4 separate regions of the Mus musculus genome follow, and all the other regions are linked to region 4. A link is a contact called in public Hi-C data. All regions are on one chromosome and are shown on one strand. The core of a region is the stretch at or near the end of the contact, and the rest is flanking DNA. Distances in the headings are between cores, read along the strand shown.

Region 1 (2,700 bases), core at 7-2,506, 280 kb before region 4:
CGGGCCCTTACCTTGTGTGGCAAGCACTTTATTGAATGAGCCATCTCTGCAGCAACTATCTTGCCAACTTGGCTACGTTGAGTGTGAAGTGCAGAAGCATAAGGCAATTTACCAGTGGTGTATCACAGTTTCTATCTCCCACAGTAACCATTAACTGCCATAGACCCTCAGGGAGGAGTACAGGTGAGGCCCCCCAAGCAGAAATTATGCATATTCTTGAAGAATACTATAGAAGTAAAGTCTGCTTATTTGTTAATGCAGTTTTTATTTATTAAACTCTTCTCATCGACAAATATAGGCCCATCGAAGACTCATATATCAAATCCTTTATTTATAATTCTGCGCATTGTTTTATTAACAACAAAAACCTACTCACAGTCAATCATAATGAAAACTATTCAGAGTCAGGGCTGACAGTCGTGGCAGCGTGGGTCTGCAATTTTGGAACAATGAGCAGCAAGGTGGATGTTGGAGGATCTTGAGATCCAGGCTACAGAGAATGACTGTCTAAAAGCAAAGCAAATACAAGGTTGGACTGTATGTAACTCAATTAGGGTGTGGTCTGCTGCCAGTTAAGCCCCTAAGCTTCTGTTTTCATCAAGTAGAACAAAAGTAAATGGGATGGAGTATACCCCGCCTTATTTCTAGATAAAGGTTATAGGTTGAATAAGTGGAAGGAGGAAGGAAAGGGGAGACACACATACACACAGAGCGAGCGAGCGAGCGAGCGAGAGAGAGAGAGAGAGAGAGAGAGAGAGAGAGAGAGAGAGAGACTGACTTTGCCTCCTAATTAGAACTTGTGAGAAGAAAAGGCAGTTAAAATAACAGGGAGAGCTTGTCAAAGGCAGAAGGCAGATGGTATGATCACGTGTGCACACACCCACCAGGTGCACAATTACAGCTCACCTCCAAGTGGGCAGTATTCCACCTGATAGACACCTGAATCGGTAGCCCAAGTCTCAAACACAAGCAAGGCTGCTCCCTAGCCTAGGTGGCCTTCCTATGCAAGCACGTCCCAGTTTCCCTGAGACATGGGTAAAGGACTTTCTTGATTCTTAGAGTCACCCACATAATGTAACAGGGAAACATATAACATATAGTGTTAATTTAACACTAAAACAAAAACAAAAACACCAGTCCTCCAGTGGAGCAGCTCCTCTTCCAAAGCATTCTCCCTCGCAGGCGGAAGCAGGTACCTCTGAGCCAGTCAGACACTGCTGGATGAAGAGTAGGTTGTTCTCAACTGGCTCTCCCTCCTCCAGAGCCGGCTATGGAGCCAGAACACAAACTACAGGCTGTGGCTACACTCAGTCTTAACACCTCTGTGATTGACACATCATTTCTACGCACTGAAAAGAGACACCAGAAAGGGAAGGCAACATCAAAGCTCCAGATTCCTGAGCCCTTTATCTCTGGAGCATCTCTTTCCAACAATTATAGACGGGGAGAAGATAGGGGAAGGAGGGAACAGGCACTTTTAAAAGTAGCTGGTTACTGAACCGAAGGAGGACCCTATAAGGTAAGTCTTTGACGATTCGTTTCACTCTATCCTAACCTGCTTTGTTGTACAAGTCCACAGAAAAGGAATTGTTTGATGCCCAGAATATTCCACAATGAGAGGCTACCAATGGGATGTAGTCTCATCTCAGAACTTCAGTGAGGTGTTCTAGCCTGTTACTCTAATGTTAGCCTTTGACTAGGCATCTTACTTCAGCACATGAACACTTTGGATTAGACCAGATCATTCTTTATCTTATTGTTAAAGTAAAACCAACTATATCAGGTAAAATACTAGGGTAAAAACTACTAAGTCCTTCTGTCAATCAGGGGCCTACAGCTGGGTCTGAGATAGCAAAGCTGAGCAGAGAAAAGGATCCGTGTGTGATGCAAACTGCCCTGGATCCTGCACAGAAAGGGGTTTGGCTTGTTCTTGCTGTGGGTGGTAGAAATGGGGCACAATATTCTCTGTTTAGGGCATAAACGGCTTGGCTGCTCTAGCATCCACCCCATAAATATTTATTGAACTAAAAATCCTAAATTCATAAAAGAATTTAGAATGCTAGAATCCAGTAGGTTGCTCCCTGCATTGAGGAATAGGTGCCTGTGCTGTACACAGAGAGGATGATATTGCATTCTTGTCACCGTCCCTTACATATAAATTGTGCTCCCTAAAGGACCCAAATTCTACCAATCTAGTTGATCTTCAAACTTTGCCCAACATCTAAGTGGGGAGTGTGGTGGTCTGAATGGAACTGGTCCATGGGAAGCTGTGCTATTAGGAGGTACTGCTGTACTGGAGGAGGTGTAGCCTTGTTAGAGGAAGTTTGTCACTCTGAAGGTGGGCTTTGAGGTCCCATATACCTCATATACCACTCCTGGGCCAGTGTGGTCTAGACCCTCCTCCTAGTGGCCTTTGGAAGAGAGTTTCCTCTTGGCTGCCTTGGGATCAAGATGCAGAATTCTTGGCTCATCTATCTACAGAAAGCCATCCTTCCCACCATGATAATAATGGATTGAACTTATGAAACTGTAAAACAGTCCCAATTAAATATTGTCTTTTATAAGAGTTACCTTGATCGTAGTATCTCTTCAGAGCAATAAAACCCAAACAAAGGGGCTGGAGATATGGCTCAACGGTTAAGAGCACTGACTGCTCTTCCGAAGGTCATGAGTTCAAATCCCAGCAACCACATGGTGGCT
Region 2 (2,700 bases), core at 115-2,614, 470 kb after region 4:
TATGATTGGTCATGATTTATTGCAGCTGAAGGATACACAGCAAAATCAGCAGTGGGAAAGTTGTATGTGGTAAAGCTCAGAGGATGCCAGGTGCAAGGTTACAAGAGTCGTCTCCCAGTGGACCTAGGAGGATGCACCTAACTCCTTGAGTGCTGACAGGGAAGCTCATTAGAGGCTCCGCACAGAGGTTTTTGTAGTAGGCTGGCCACAAAGCTATCCTATGCCTAATATGATCACAAATGTAGGGTCACAGCCAGAACACAACCTCTTAGCATGAACTCTGCTATCTGAACAATTAGATTAGGCACAGAGCCACCCTTAATAGTTGTAGGAATGACTGGAGCCCTTCTATAATTCAGGGGTCTCAGATGCTAGCCCCAAGTCACAAGCAGGCTTGCTAAAGACGGCAAGCTGAGGATGCTGTGTTATCTTCTCCAGGGCACATGGGCTGATGAAGCAGCCTTGCTTTCAAACACTTCAACAGAGAAAAACAGGAGCTAATTGAGTGACATGAATGTGGGAGGACCTTGTTTGTTGTTAGACTTGAGGGTCTGGACAGTGGAGGCCCACGACTTTCAGTCTTTGTGAGAGATCTTTTATCAAACAGAGACAGCGGGGTGTGGTACTTTGGAACATTGCTGAAAGTTCTGGGATAGGTGGGTAGACCTCTGGGCAGGATCACCCATGAAATGGCTGTTGGTCTCCTAAGTGTCTCCTCACTTGGATGTTGAAAAGATTTGCTAGGAAATGAAAGGAACCAGCTGGTGCTTTTTTCAGCGGCCATGAATGCTGCAATAAGTGCAGTCTGCCATCACAGGGAGGCACGTGATTGCCTCATTGGCTTAGAAGAATATTCAATGAGGCAGAGCTTCCTGGAGAGAGCGGAAATGATGACAGGGACAGTGCCTGGGAGGATTGCCTTTGGCAGTGACCTGGCAGGAGAAGAAGGCCTATTGGGTCCTCCCTTTGAGGAGATCTGCATGTGGAAGGCTGGGCAATGGGCTTTTATTTAAAAGGGAATAGATGAACCACTGAATTGGAGCTTGAAGTTGGCTTTATTTGAAAATGCTTTCAAAAGCTGTTTTGACAAGAATGGGGAGGAGGCAGTGGTATCATTAAATAAGCTGGCAACTTTTGTAACCAGCTTTTTTGGTTTTCACCTCTAGGGAGAGTCAATAAACTTTGATTCTCAGCATTAATGTAATTATTTTGATTTTTTTTCTGGCTCATTCGAGAGAAGGCTGCAAAGCTGCAATATCAGATGGCCGCAAGCAATTCAGAAATCCCGTATCCCCAAGGACACCCGCTGCCTTTCAGAAGTAGCAGGCAAGGGGGTGGAATAAATCATTTCCTCTGATCTTGTTAGTGTGGAGAATAGTGTGGGGAAGTGAGTGCATTGCAGGACTGGTGGTGACAGGCTGCTGTAGGCAGGGTGAGCCGAATAACAACATGCCCCTGCATCTCAAAAAATACTTTTGTGTGTGTATACACACACACACACACACACACACACACACACACACACACACACACACACGCACACACACACACACACACATACATATATATATATATATATATGCGTGCGTGTGTGTGTGTGTGTGTGTGTGTGTGTGTATGGAGGCCAGCAGTTGATGATGTCAAGTATTCTCTGCTGCTGCCGGACACCTTAGTTTTTTGAGGTAGGCAGGGTCTCACTGAATCTAGAGATAGCTGCTGCAGCCAACCTGGGTAGACATGCCCATGTTTTGGGTGCTGGGGACCTGACCTCAGCTCTCCAGGATTGCATAGCAAGAACTTTACCCACTGAGACATCTCCCAGCCCTTGCAATCATCATCTTCATAGCAACACCAATGCTGGCCTTACAGAGTGCTACAAACATTGTTTTCTAGAAATAACTTCAACTTGCTAGTTGAGGCTCTGATATTAGAATTTTAGAATTTCCTATTTAATATAGCTTTTCCTGAGGAGATACTTTAAATTTTATTTATATATCTATATCTAAGATTATATATCTACATAAAAAATCACCCATTAGATCCATCAAAGTCAAAAAGGAAATATTACCCAAATGATTAGCTGTTTAGAAGTTTGGAGACACAGAAACCCATAATTACAACCTTTCTCAAATCAAATGTTCCCTTTCAGTGATCTCATTAATTTAAATGTATTATTTTCTACTTCACAAAATTGTATTTTTCTTATTGTAAAAAGCATATATTATCTGTATTTTACAGCTTCTCACATAATCGCTTACTGCTCACGTGCTTGCCTAGGGTTTCCGTGTATGCTTGGACATGTTAACATTAGACAGTTGTTGATAAGTTCATAGCATGGTAGATTTTAGGTGACATTATTGCTCACATTCTGCTTCTCACTAGGCCAGCTGTTGTCACCAATGGCAGGGACTGCACTGTCTGTCCCACTGGGCATTGGAATGGCTGACTAACTGGTCACCCCAAGACTTCTGTATTTCTAGTCTATTTTCCAGAGTGATGTCATCTGACTTTATAAAATAAAACAGACTTCTTGTCATTCCTTTAGATATGCCTACTGCCCTTCAACATGCAGCTCCAATGTAACTGGTTTCCAGCTCCGCTCAGACTCAACTCCTTTACCATACAAATCTAATGTGCCTTGAGAGTACCCTTTCCTCTGCCTCCTTTATACCTGCTCTCTTACCCTTCTCTTTCAGGGAG
Region 3 (2,700 bases), core at 178-2,677, 470 kb before region 4:
TTCTGAACCATTTATTGTTTCATCTCAAGTCTTTTATGGATGGCTTCTCTAATCTCATTCTAGTCCATATTCTCCATGCCCTAAGTTTTATATGAAACATTTTAAACAAGGATCAGAAATGGAACAGCACTGTTGTGAAGACCTCTATACTACCTCCAACTTTCCAGTAGAATTTTCTTCAGACACTTTACCCCACTATCCACCATATGGTCAGACAATGAAGGCTGAACCCCACTGGCATTCTCTGATGCTCAGTCACTGCCAAACTCAGGGGTCCCCAGGTTCTAGTAGATGTCCTGGCTAGAACATTGTGAGACCTTGGAGCAGTGGTTCTCAACCTGTGAGATGCCACCCCTTTGGGGGTCACTTATCAGATATCCTGCATATCAAATATTTATATCACAATTCACAACAGTAACAAAATTACAGTTGTGAAGTATCAATGAAATAATTATATGGTGGGGGGGGGTCACAAGGAACTGTATTAAAGGGTCACAGCATTAGGAAGGCTGAGAACCACTGCTCCAAAGGGAACATCCCAGTGGTAGTTGCTACTAATTTGGAATAAAGTTTAAGGCTGTTAAAAACAACAAGGTGCCAAAGTATTGCTTTATGAAGACAAGAATGCACAGTACACAGACAGCCATTCGTCCCGCTGTCAACTGCTGCTTTCATTATCTATCCTGAAGAGCTGATTGATATATAAAGTGTCCAGAGAGACTAGACGCTAAAGATAATTGTGCTCAAACACATGTGTCCTCAGCTTGTCTCAGATCAGTCATATAGAACCTAACTCCCAGAGGTCTGTACAGCAAGGCTGGTTCAGAATCTCTGAACTCAGCAATCGGCTACCACTGACAACTGTGCTCGCAAAACCTCCTGACCAACACTGTAGTGCACAGGGGAGTTAAAATGGACAGATGTTTAAAACTGGCTGCCTTCACTGGGATTGAAGTACTTGCTGATGTTACAGAGTTCAAAAAAGGACCAGCAATAGTAACAAAAGACTATAGCCAGGTTTGCTGCCAATTACTAAGAGAATGACTAGATCAATTGAAGGGCATTTGTACTGTGGAGTATTAAGCAGAAATGTAAAAGAATGATCTAATCTATACTTTTCAACTAAAGGGGAAAAGACAGAAATACAGAGCGAGAGAGATGACTGATGAGAGACTTAACTGTTGCTTCTTCTGAGATCTGAAAATACAGGGTTGAAATGAAGAAATGACTTTCATAAGATAGATTCTGTACTTTTTACCACATCAATAAAACCTCTCTTCATAAATATTTGAATGGACAAGCACAAGACAACAACCTCAAAGGGAGATGAAGTGGAGCCCAGCCGCACACGGTCATAGGATGCACGGTCAGACAGAACTAGATACAGACATAACTGCAGACCAGTGCAGAGTTCCCATAGAGCTTCTGAGTAACCTTGGGGCAGTCTCAGAGTGAGTACATTCATGTAAACAGTATTTCTAGGAAGACACAGGGGCTTACTGTCTCCCAGAATCACAGAGCATGCTCATGTGGTTACTGTGAATGGTCGGTCACCTAGGAGTTATCTAGACACATGTGAACTCCTCTGTTCTTAAAAATGCAGTATAAACACTTTACAGAGAATTTGACCTTCAGACAACTCACTGAAAGAGGGGCTGTTTTACAATCATTTTAAAGACTAGAAAGGGAGGTTTGGACAGATGAGGAATTACTTCAAGGACACAGCTGGCTTGCTGACTTCTACAGATGAACCAATTTAAACACACACTTCTAAAGGTTCAGAGATACGATCTACATATGAGAGAGAACATTTGGCATTTGTCTGAATTTGGCTTATCCAACTCGAAATAATTATTTTCATCTCCATCCATTTACCTGCAAATATCATGATTCCATTTTTATAGCTGAATAATATCCTATTGAGATCATGGGTCATATGTATGTTCTATTCATCAGCTGGTGGACACGTAGGCTGTTTCCATTTTCTAACTACTGTCAACAGAACAGGACTGAACATAGATGAGTACATATCTCTGCAGTAGGAAGGACATACTGTCTTTTGGAATAAGCCTATGATGGCTACTGATGTTCCACATGGTCGTTTTCTTCACGGCATCCGCACTGATTTCTACAGTGGCTACACCAGCCTGTACTTCCACCAGCAGCAAATAATTGTTCCCCTTTCCCTAGATTCATGCCAAAGTTTGCCATTTGTTTTCTCGGCCTTAGCCATTCAGACTGGGATCAGGGGAGAAAGTAGAACAAAAGAGGTATGAATGGGAAAGTAGCATAAAGGAATAGAGGGATGAAACAGGGTGGAAGGTGGGGAAGGCAGTGTTGGGGGAGGGGGACCTAACACCTAAGTGCACTGAAACATGTATAGAAATGTACCATTCTAGAAGCTTCCTGGCATGTACGTACACATAAAAAGAGTTTAAATGAAGGTACCATATACAGGGAGTATGCTGCTCTCTGACGCTAGAGTCTATCAAATAAAATGCTCAGTGCCAAGTATGGGTTACTTTCTTTCCAGCTGTTAGGCAGAAGGTCATGGAGACCCCCAAAACAATACAGCCAATGGCCTGTGCTCTGGTTACCCTACTGGACTGGATGGGTGTTTGAGTCAGCGTACTCATTCTTAAGTAACAGGACATGAAGAGAATTGAGCTGGCACTGATCTGGACCCTTTATTTCATGCTA
Region 4 (2,757 bases), core at 111-2,610:
GGAGGCGGCCCGGCGACTACAACGCGGGCTGCTCCCCACATCCTGACTTCTCTGCAGCCAGCCTCCGCCTTCCATCCCCAAACGCCGCCCTCCCCCCTACAAAGGGTCGGAGGGATGCAAAGTGAGCCACGATTATGAGCTCCTTCTATCCCCGCAGAAGCAACGGGAGCACCCCATATTACTCAAACCAACAGAGCATCCTTCCCACAGCCAATCTCCCCAGACATCCTATCGTGCAACTATAGCCCTCCGGATCAGCTCCGGATCAGCAAAGCAAGTCGCCTTCCCCCGCCCTCCCATACTCCAGATGCTTCAAGCTTCCCAAGCCACAGTCAGAGCACATCTCTGAGTCCCCAACCCTCCCTTCCAGCCCGCCACTGCTTCTGCCCTCTCTGACCATCAGCCTCCTAGAACACTGCCGGAGCCAATGAAGCAGAGCTCTCTTTCCTCCTCGGTAGCCCGGCCCCCCTTCACCCTCTCCGCGGTCCCTAGACTGGCGCCCAAGCTCCGCGCCCCGGCGACAACTCCGCATACCCCGCGCGCCGGCCAGAGACGCGTCCCATCGGCGGCCCTCACTCACCCGGGAAGCACACCACATAATGAAGCACAGAACTGGTGATTTTCAGGAACAAAATCCACCAACACGGTTCCAGTAACCTCCGCATGTCCGAAAACGCACATCGAAAAGAGAAAGGCAGGGGGGGTAAACTTGTTGAATAAGTTCTTGCTTCCGAGCGAGGCTCCGCTAAGCCTGGAGGCTTTCACGGCTCGCCCGCCACACGGGGCCCCCCACACTCGGCCACCGGTCCCGCTGGAATCCGGGAAGCTGCCAAGCGCTCCCGAGAAAACCTCAAAAAGTGACCGGGAATGCAAAGCCAAGCTAGGGACGATCCTCTCGGAGGAGAAGGGCTGCTTTCCGCTCAGACACGATCCAGCCGACAGGCAGGGCGAGGAGAAGACGCACGGCGGCAGAGCCCGGGGCCCGGAGCAGGCAGGGACCGCGGGTGGCGGTGGCTAGCAGCGGAAGAGCCCCAAGTTGAGTCGGCAGCGCAGCGCAGCCCGAGAACCAGCGGGCGACGGCGGGGCTGTGCGCGGCGCGGCGGCTCCGGGCTTCAGGCGGGCAGCTCCTTCCAGGGCCCCGGCAAGGAAGGAGGCATGTCTGCGAGCCTGGAAAGGGAGGGAAGCGGCGGGGCGGAGCGCAGAGCCCCCCAAAACACAAACGGCCAGTGGAGCGCAGGGAAACACAAAGGATCTCAGAGGGGCGCCGGGGCGAGGGCGCCTTCAGTCCATGCTCCTGAAAGTTGTGGCTCCGGCGCAGGCTGGGGAGGAACCGAGAGCGCGGGGCTGGAAACTGGCCATGCCTCCATACAGGAAGTAACATGTGAGCATGGATCCTGGCAGAGACTTTAAAGCCGGCGAGCGGGCGAGCGAGCGAGCTGGGGGCGCGCGGCGGCGGGGGCGCGCAAGCACGGGCGCGCGGTGACGCGCATCCCCGAGCTGCCGCCGGCGGGGGCGCGCGTCTCTTAAAGCGGCCGTGCTGGGCTCCGGCTTCCAAGGACTTGCACTACTCTCCTCTCCAGGCGTGCCTAGGGCTATGGGTGTGCGTTTAGGGGAGCTGGTAACCCTGAAGACAGGGAAGAGACCAGCTGCCATCCAGGGTCGGCATGGCTTTGCTCCATTTTCGAGTTCTTAAAGACGAAGTACGGATTCGGAGAGATCCCTGACCTCGTTCATGGATCCGGAACTTGGGGGAGGGGGAAAGGGTGGTCTGGTTGGAATCTGGGGGAGAGGAAAGGACCAGCAGCTACATTTTCATGGAGAGGGGACTTCCGTAAGGCCTCACCACCTGGACGGTGTCTTGACGGGGTGCACCTCCAGCGTCCCTCTCCTGCTGCGTTCCCGGGCTAAGAGACAAAGCCCAGCGGCCTTTGCACTCAGGTTTCATTGAGGTTTTTTTGTTGTTGTTGTTTCCCCTTCCCCCTTTCCGAGCTTCCATTGTTCGAATCTACCTCTGGGAGATAGGGAAAGGGACGGGAGTCCATCCCAGGCTAGCAAAATCCAGCTCCAGGCCCACATCGGCTTTTCCCAAACCACGAAGGTCTGTCGTGGACTTTTCCCCAAACTACGAAGGTCTGTCGCGGAGTTTTCCCAACCCCCGGATTCGGGAAGAAGGTGGCTGCAACTTGGCCTGGTTAGGCAGAGGGCAAATGAAGTGCGCCTCTCACCCGGGGCAGGGGAAAGCAGCACCCCGGGGCAGGACTGGTTTCCCGCAGCCGTCCTAGGAGACACGGCTTAAGTAAACTACAGGGAGAGGCATCCGGGGGAAATGCAAGGGCTAGGTTTATCTGTAATGAGTTTTGTCCCTTGGCTCTCACAGAGATCTTTATCGCTTGGGCTTTTCAGCAACCTATTTTTTCCTCCTACGTTGGTGCTAAAAGAGGGGAGGCAGGTTTTGGTTTGGGTTTTTTTTTTCCATCAAATTTGTAATTGAGCCAACGTAATTAGCCATTTGTATTTTTTTCATAGTTGTTCTGCCACTCTATGAAAAGGATATGGACATATTTTTAAAGTGTCCCCTTGCCGTTTCATCGCAACGCGGCACTGTCCCACACCCACCCAAACATCTCAACCGGATGTTCTTTCGGTTTTCAAATACTATACAGATGCTCTGAGAGTCTGTGGCATTGTTTAGGAAAGCAGTCTCGCACCCACAATTCCAAAGGAAAAACCTCTGAAAAGTTTGGGGTGCAAAACTAG

Evidence for each region. Hi-C and Micro-C count contacts between places; a contact is called where the count stands out from the background.
Region 1: a Hi-C map of cerebral cortex shows a contact between it and region 4, with 2.8 times the contacts expected there. The contact joins the enhancer-like site here to the promoter of Ptprg in region 4. A contact is called at or near these places in 4 of 39 promoter capture datasets (embryonic stem cells, frontonasal cranial neural crest, hippocampal neurons and 1 more), 1 of 15 datasets of contacts at CTCF or cohesin (the NIH/3T3 cell line), 11 of 484 Hi-C or Micro-C datasets (MC3T3-E1-derived osteoblasts, cerebellar granule neurons, cerebellum and 6 more), 19 of 115 datasets of contacts at active chromatin or transcription factors (the NIH/3T3 cell line, cardiomyocytes, craniofacial prominence and 12 more) and 2 of 9 other capture datasets (adipose tissue and embryonic stem cells).
Region 2: a contact with region 4 is called in a Hi-C map of the N1E-115 cell line, with 8 times the contacts expected there. The contact joins the enhancer-like site here to the promoter of Ptprg in region 4. A contact is called at or near these places in 1 of 484 Hi-C or Micro-C datasets (the N1E-115 cell line) and 2 of 115 datasets of contacts at active chromatin or transcription factors (embryonic midbrain and forebrain).
Region 3: a Hi-C map of Sertoli cells shows a contact between it and region 4, with 2.6 times the contacts expected there. The contact joins the enhancer-like site here to the promoter of Ptprg in region 4. A contact is called at or near these places in 3 of 39 promoter capture datasets (hippocampal neurons and liver), 5 of 484 Hi-C or Micro-C datasets (Sertoli cells, cortical neurons, embryonic stem cells and 1 more), 15 of 115 datasets of contacts at active chromatin or transcription factors (astrocytes, craniofacial prominence, embryonic forebrain and 9 more) and 2 of 9 other capture datasets (adipose tissue and embryonic stem cells).

The regions. Positions count from the first base shown.
Region 1 is chr14:11,834,462-11,837,161 of GRCm38.p6, reverse strand. All of the region lies in intron 2 of Ptprg (protein tyrosine phosphatase, receptor type, G), which reads right to left. Among named protein-coding and RNA genes, the nearest start is that of Gm52128, 260 kb to the right of the region's middle. Within about 2 kb of position 1,256, at least 4 of the 459 cell types and tissues checked have an H3K27ac peak or open chromatin away from gene starts, as enhancers often do. A contact at or near this core is called in cerebellum and cerebral cortex, where this site is marked.
Region 2 is chr14:11,082,290-11,084,989 of GRCm38.p6, reverse strand. It overlaps a transcript of Fhit not described here. Among named protein-coding and RNA genes, the nearest start is that of Mir5124b, 200 kb to the left of the region's middle. Within about 2 kb of position 1,364, at least 9 of the 459 cell types and tissues checked have an H3K27ac peak or open chromatin away from gene starts, as enhancers often do. A contact at or near this core is called in the N1E-115 cell line, where this site is marked.
Region 3 is chr14:12,018,333-12,021,032 of GRCm38.p6, reverse strand. The region is part of intron 4 of Ptprg (protein tyrosine phosphatase, receptor type, G); the gene reads right to left. Among named protein-coding and RNA genes, the nearest start is that of 3830406C13Rik, 260 kb to the left of the region's middle. Within about 2 kb of position 1,427, at least 8 of the 459 cell types and tissues checked have an H3K27ac peak or open chromatin away from gene starts, as enhancers often do. A contact at or near this core is called in Sertoli cells, where this site is marked.
Region 4 is chr14:11,552,156-11,554,912 of GRCm38.p6, reverse strand. Ptprg (protein tyrosine phosphatase, receptor type, G) reads right to left here and starts at 1,360. Exons shown (of 30, transcript NM_008981.3): 1 at 581-1,360. The coding sequence starts at 665.